Regions from separate parts of the Mus musculus genome. Here region 2 is linked to region 1. A link is a contact called in public promoter capture Hi-C data. All regions are on one chromosome and are shown on one strand. Each heading gives the region's core, a stretch centred on a gene start, on an enhancer-like site or on the middle of the called end of the contact. The rest is flanking DNA. Distances are from core to core; before and after follow the strand shown. Region 1 holds the start of Actr5 (ARP5 actin-related protein 5). Region 2 overlaps Zhx3 (zinc fingers and homeoboxes 3).

Region 1 (2,807 bases), core at 175-2,674:
TTGTTTTTTTGTTTTTCGAGACAGGGTTTCTCTGTATAACCCTGGCTGTCCTGAACTCACTTTGTAGACCAGGCTGGCCTCGAACTCAGAAATCTGCCTGCCTCTGCCTCCTGAGGGCTGGGATTAAAGGCGTGCGCCACCAAGGCCGGCTTTTTTTTTTTTTTTTTTGCCACTTTTCTTAAAACGTCATGTAAATAAACCAGCCTTCAAAGTGCAGGGCTAAAGCTTAAAAGAAGAAAGAAAATACAGCAATCAAGAAAACAGAAAACTTGAGTTGTCGTGGCGTGCTTGGGGAAAGAGGAAAGAGAAAAAAAAAACAATGCTGGAGTGGTGATCAGGGTGTCTAAGCCCCAAACAACAGCTGCAAGCTGGGTGGTGGGTGGGAGAGGGGAGGATGGTCAGCAGGCTTTCAGGGCAATCTTATCGGGTGGAGCCGTCCTGGTAGGAATTCAGTCAAATGTTCAATCAGGCAATGGATAAAATGAAGACACTTAATCCAGTCTCAAAAAAATTATCTCCCACTTGATCCAGTCTCAAAAAAATTATCTCCCATATCCTCTTCTGTATTCCAGAAGCTTTTATAGAATGCACTCCAAAACAAGGGGTAAACTGGTGTGTCTGTGTGTGTATCTGTGTGTGTGTGTGTGTGTGTGTGTGTGTGTGTGTGTGTGAGATGTCAATAACCCTAATACATAAAAGGCTGGAACAGGAGGATGGCTGAGAGTTGAAGGCCAGCATGAGATACAACGACATGATTAAAAACAAAAACAAAGACAAAACCAAAAACAAAGCAGGGCAGTGGTGGCACACGCCTTTAATCCCAGCACTTGGGAGGCAGAGGCAGGCGGATTTCTGAGTTCGAGGCCAGCCTGGTCTACAGAGTAAGTTCAAGATAACCAGAACTACACAGAGAAACCCTGTCTCAAAAAAGCAAACCAAACAAAACAAAACAAAAAGTGAAATATTCAATCTTAAGTAGACAGCTTGATGAATTTTTACAAACTCACTAAATATTCATTTTAGCTGCCACTCCCAGAAACTGAAGTTAGTAGTACCTCAGAGTTTGGAGTTTGACTGGGCCCTTGAGGGCCCTGAGTTCCATCCCTGGAACCTATTGGGTGAAGAGAACAGGCATCTTGGCACGCTCCCACACCCATCACGCAATAAATAAACAAATGAACAGAAAAAGAAGTCAAAGGGGAAGGAGATTAGCTTAACACGGTCACAAAACTAAGGGCTAGATCTGCAAGGCTATGCAGACAGAGACCAAGGGAGAGTAAGGGGACAGGGAGGGGCGGAGTCCAGCCCAGTGTGGGTGGAGCCTTTGGTCCCTTAGTTAGAGCAAGGGGCGTGGCTACGCCTCCATGTTCGGAGCTGGGGGCGGGGCTCGTGGACAGCCAGTTAGCGCGAAGAGGCGTGGCCACAAGGAGGCTGTTGCGGACAAGCTGGAGCTACGGTTGGACTTGAGGCCTGGATCAGCGGGGAATAGAAACCCACAGAAAGTTCTGGAGCGCCAGGCGGGAATCAGGTGCTGAAACCAGCGAGTCCTCCCGTAAGGAGGAGGCTTCCGGACGCTTCGGGGCCCAGAGACTCAGACGCGGCCCGGGGTTTCGTGACGCACTCGGCTTCGGGGCGGGACCGGCGCTGGCCAAGATGGAGGCCAACGTGTTCCGCTTCCGAGATGCCCGCTCTGCTCCGGATCCCGTGCTCGAAGCCGGGCCGGTGGCCTTCGGGTCGCAGCCGGTGCCTCTGGTGCTGGACAACGGGTCGTTCCAGGCTCGGGCCGGGTGGGCGTGCCCCGGGCCGGACCCCGGTCCCGAGCCTCGCCTGCAGTTCCGCGCCGTGTGTGCGCGCGGCCGCGGCGGGGCGCGCGGCGGGCCGGGGCCGCAGGTGGGCAACGCGCTGGGAAGCCTGGAGCCTCTGCGCTGGATGCTGCGCTCGCCCTTCGATCGCAACGTCCCGGTCAACCTGGAACTGCAGGAACTGCTGCTGGACTACAGCTTCCAGCACCTCGGCGTCTCCTCGCAGGTGAGGGCCTGCCGGGCAGGGCGCGCTCGGCTTCAGCCGTCATGCCAGGCAGTAGGGTATTGAACACAAGTTCGTCAGCCTTGTGCTAGGAGCTAAGGGTACACCACGAAGTCTTTATCTTCCAGAGGATGGGCTGTCTCAGGCACAAGGGTCCAGTTTGCAATAGTCCAAGTGAGATGAGTTTTACCAGCACCAGTCCGATCCTGGAAGTATTTTGAAGATAAAACCAACGGGGTTTATCAGTTAACAGTTTAGCCAAAGCTTGACTTAATAAACTTAAAATGAACCGGGCATGGGTTCACGGCCCTTTAATCCGGGCACTCGGTAGGCAGAAGCAGGCAGATGTTTGTGAGTTCAAGGCCAGCCAGGGCTACACAGAGAAACCTTATCTTAAAAAAACAAAAAACCAACAGACAGACAGACCTACGAAAAGCTTAAATTGATCATGTTATTTTGGCTTCCCAAAATAATCTCCAATAGAGATGAAATGTATTCTTTAAAATGGCCCGTGAGCACCTTTTAAAAGATGTATTATTTCAAAGTTATATGTGTGAGAATGTGTACAAGAGTGTAGGTGCCTTAGGCAGGTGATCTTCTGTGACTGGAGTCAGAGATTAGGTGCTGGGAAACAGAGTTGGGTTCTAATGTGTTCTCTCTAGTCCTCGTGTCTGGCCTTGAGTGTCTCCCTCCACGACCTCGTGTTTTAAATTAGAGTTCAAAAGTAAATTCTGTCCTGCGTAAGGATTTGGGGTTATTTTTGCATTTCATGCATGCTTCCG
Region 2 (2,807 bases), core at 155-2,654, 2.2 Mb after region 1:
TATGTCTGAAGACAGATAACCTGGGTTCCAACTCTGACTCAGCTGCTTCCTCGTACAGGATACTTAGGTTTGGGGAAACACGGAATCTCCCCAACCTCGGCTTTCTCTGATACAATATTGGAGTGAAACAGCACTGAGTCTACTACAGTGGACATGATAGTGTGTGTATATGAGTCTTTGACAGCATGTTGAAAGTTCAGGAGACTTCTTGCCTCCTGCCTCCTTTCTCCACCAAGGTCATCCCTGAGCAGTGTCCTCTCCTTATTTGCTGCAGAGACTTCAGTGACCTACACTACCTGCACCTGTGCTTCCCATATGGTCGTCCAAGTCACAACCTATCTGCCTTCCCAGGACACGGATCACTATCTCTACTGACTTCATGCAGAAACCACTTCAGCCTGGTATTATGGCCCTTCCTTAGTTTGGTTCAATCTGCCTTTTTTATGCTCAAATGTACTTTTCCTCACCCTGTTCTGCCAAGGCAATCTCTGGTTTCTGGAATATCTTCAGCCCTAGTGCCGACAGAAGACATTCTAGGCTGTTTCATGCCATGACTGAGATGTACAGCACACAGTCTATAGTCAGCTCGTTTCGCTCCCTTCCCCACTCTTAACGTTAGTTCCAAGTGTAATTCTACTAGTACCTTAAATTCCAGAGGGTCTCATTACTCCATAACTTTAAAGCCATATTTTCCCAGAAACTTTTTTTTTTTAAAGAAAGAAAGCTTCTTGAGTACACTGCAGGATAAGCTAAGCAGCAACGAGACCCTTCCATCTAGCAAACTCCTAAATAGTCTCCTAACAATCTTAAACAACACTGATCAAAAAGCTAAAAAAAAAAAAAGCCCTTATAAATGCCCTCATTTCTACCAATCACTTTGTCAAATACTGTGATTTGTGTGTTTTCTATTATTATATCTGCCTCACAATTGTGTAAAATGTTTCATGTTTTCTTCTAATTCATCAGCTGCCATCAGCGTCTTCTTTGGAGGGTGGGCCAGCACTCAAGCCTTCCAAGGTGCCATCAATCAGTAAGTGTCTGTATGCAGAGCAGAAGCTGCTCCCACCCTGCTGGGCAGATCTGGTGAAGTGCACCTCTTCATGCCCAAGCACAGTCACGGGGACAATGGAACAGCAGAAGAGCATTCCACTATACTCCTGTTTAAATAGTTAAAATGTTCATGTCCACCAGAGCACAGGAAGAAAACCCTTTTCATGTGTTCACAACTCACTTTAGAAAGTCAATTATATTTACCTAAAGTCAGTGGAGCTCAAAAGCATATTTCTCTCTCCAAAACCTCATTCTTTTGCGAGTCCCTTGCTTTGTGGAATGACCATGGGCAATCATCTTTGCAGGCCCTGCTGATGCCAGTTTATGGCTGTGTTTTTCTGCTCACTGAACTGGCTCATTCCTTCAAGAGAACAAACTGTTCTGCACTGAAGCAGGAATTGGCTGGGTTCTAACAAAAAGATCCCCCCCCCCAAGTGTTTTTTTGCAAAAGACCCAAGTCAATTTATAGCCAAGTAACAAAAGGTCAGAAAGGTTAGTTAAGCAATGGGCGTAATTCCTGTGTGTCACAGCCAATAAAGGAAATGGGTGGGAATAAATAGTATGCAATTTTAACCTGAAATCATTTGTGCAAAATTACTATTGTAAACTACATAAAACAGTCTCTGGCTTCCAATGTTAGGAATTATTCTGATTTTTCAAAGGCATATTTACTGTGGAAGAACTGAGGTGACCTCAAGTCTTTTGTTTGCAAGAAAAGAATGTAAAAAACTCATATATAAGAATATTTTTCAGTTCATAAATTTAAATACTCAGATAAAAATTAAATATCTTACAGTTAACTGATGGGTAAAATTTACATAGTTGAATTTAAAATAAAATCCCTGTCAACAGGGATTTGGCATTGATCAAAAAGCTAAGAAAAGTCCCTACAAAACTACAGTTTATTTGTCTTAACTGTGCTAGAGGTATAAAAACATACTGTATTATTCATCAAGTTTAAGAACAAGGAAGGGGCTGCCTTTCTAAAGCAGACATGAAAAATACATCAACAGCCAGGTAAGGGAAAGACAGATAAGAAACAGCCTTCCATGGGTCTGTCCTGTAAGAAAGCTTTTCAGACCCTGAGGCTGTTGGAAAGCCTCCACCAGAAGTCCCTCATCCACTTTAGGAAGTTTAAAGTTGTAACTGTTGAAAACAATCCTATTATCTAAAAGATGAGTGACTAAACAGAACAGCGAGTGCCATGAGCTGGGCAACAGGGATAAGCCATGAGCTCACTTCTCACCTACCTCTCTAAGTACAATGGGAGTAACACAAGAGGCAATCAAAGGATGTTGGAAAGACAGAGGAAGGAAGAATAACGGTTAACAACCCAGGAACAACATGCAGCTGGGCATGTTATGATACCCCTCCATCACACAACAGAAAAAGGTAGCAGGCTCAATGCTACCCAACCCCCAACCTAGCAAGAGAAGGCAGCCAAATAGGAGCTCTATCGACAGTACCAGGCCAGCTGCCAACACCAACTAGCAGAATACCTCATGTCCAGCTGAAAATAAATCAGGCTAGGGAAATACTCCCACTTTCTCTACAGAGTGCCCAGAAGTCACCTTCATCCCAGCGAGACTTGCTCTCCTTACACACAGGCACCAGCACCACAGCCTGGGGAAACTTATTATTTAATATTCTATCAATAAGGCCCGATGGGATCTTCCAGCAGTACCACAGGATCTAAGCAAACCAAAGAGTTTGCAGTCTACTGGGACTGCAAAATATGGCGACTCAACAGCAAATTA

Evidence for each region. Promoter capture Hi-C pulls out the DNA fragments that hold promoters and counts their contacts.
Region 2: a contact with region 1 is called in a promoter capture Hi-C map of cranial neural crest. The contact joins the enhancer-like site here to the promoter of Actr5 in region 1. A contact is called at or near these places in 6 of 39 promoter capture datasets (3T3-L1-derived adipocytes, the C10 cell line, cranial neural crest and 3 more) and 3 of 115 datasets of contacts at active chromatin or transcription factors (SST interneurons, embryonic forebrain and pro-B cells).

Annotation. Positions count from the first base shown.
Region 1 is chr2:158,623,489-158,626,295 of GRCm38.p6, forward strand. It overlaps Actr5 (ARP5 actin-related protein 5), which reads left to right and starts at 1,425. Exons shown (of 9, transcript NM_175419.4): 1 at 1,425-2,028. The coding sequence starts at 1,654.
Region 2 is chr2:160,803,892-160,806,698 of GRCm38.p6, forward strand. All of the region lies in intron 2 of Zhx3 (zinc fingers and homeoboxes 3), which reads right to left. Among named protein-coding and RNA genes, the nearest start is that of Zhx3, 68 kb to the right of the region's middle. Within about 2 kb of position 1,405, at least 70 of the 459 cell types and tissues checked have an H3K27ac peak or open chromatin away from gene starts, as enhancers often do. A contact at or near this core is called in 3T3-L1-derived adipocytes, where this site is marked.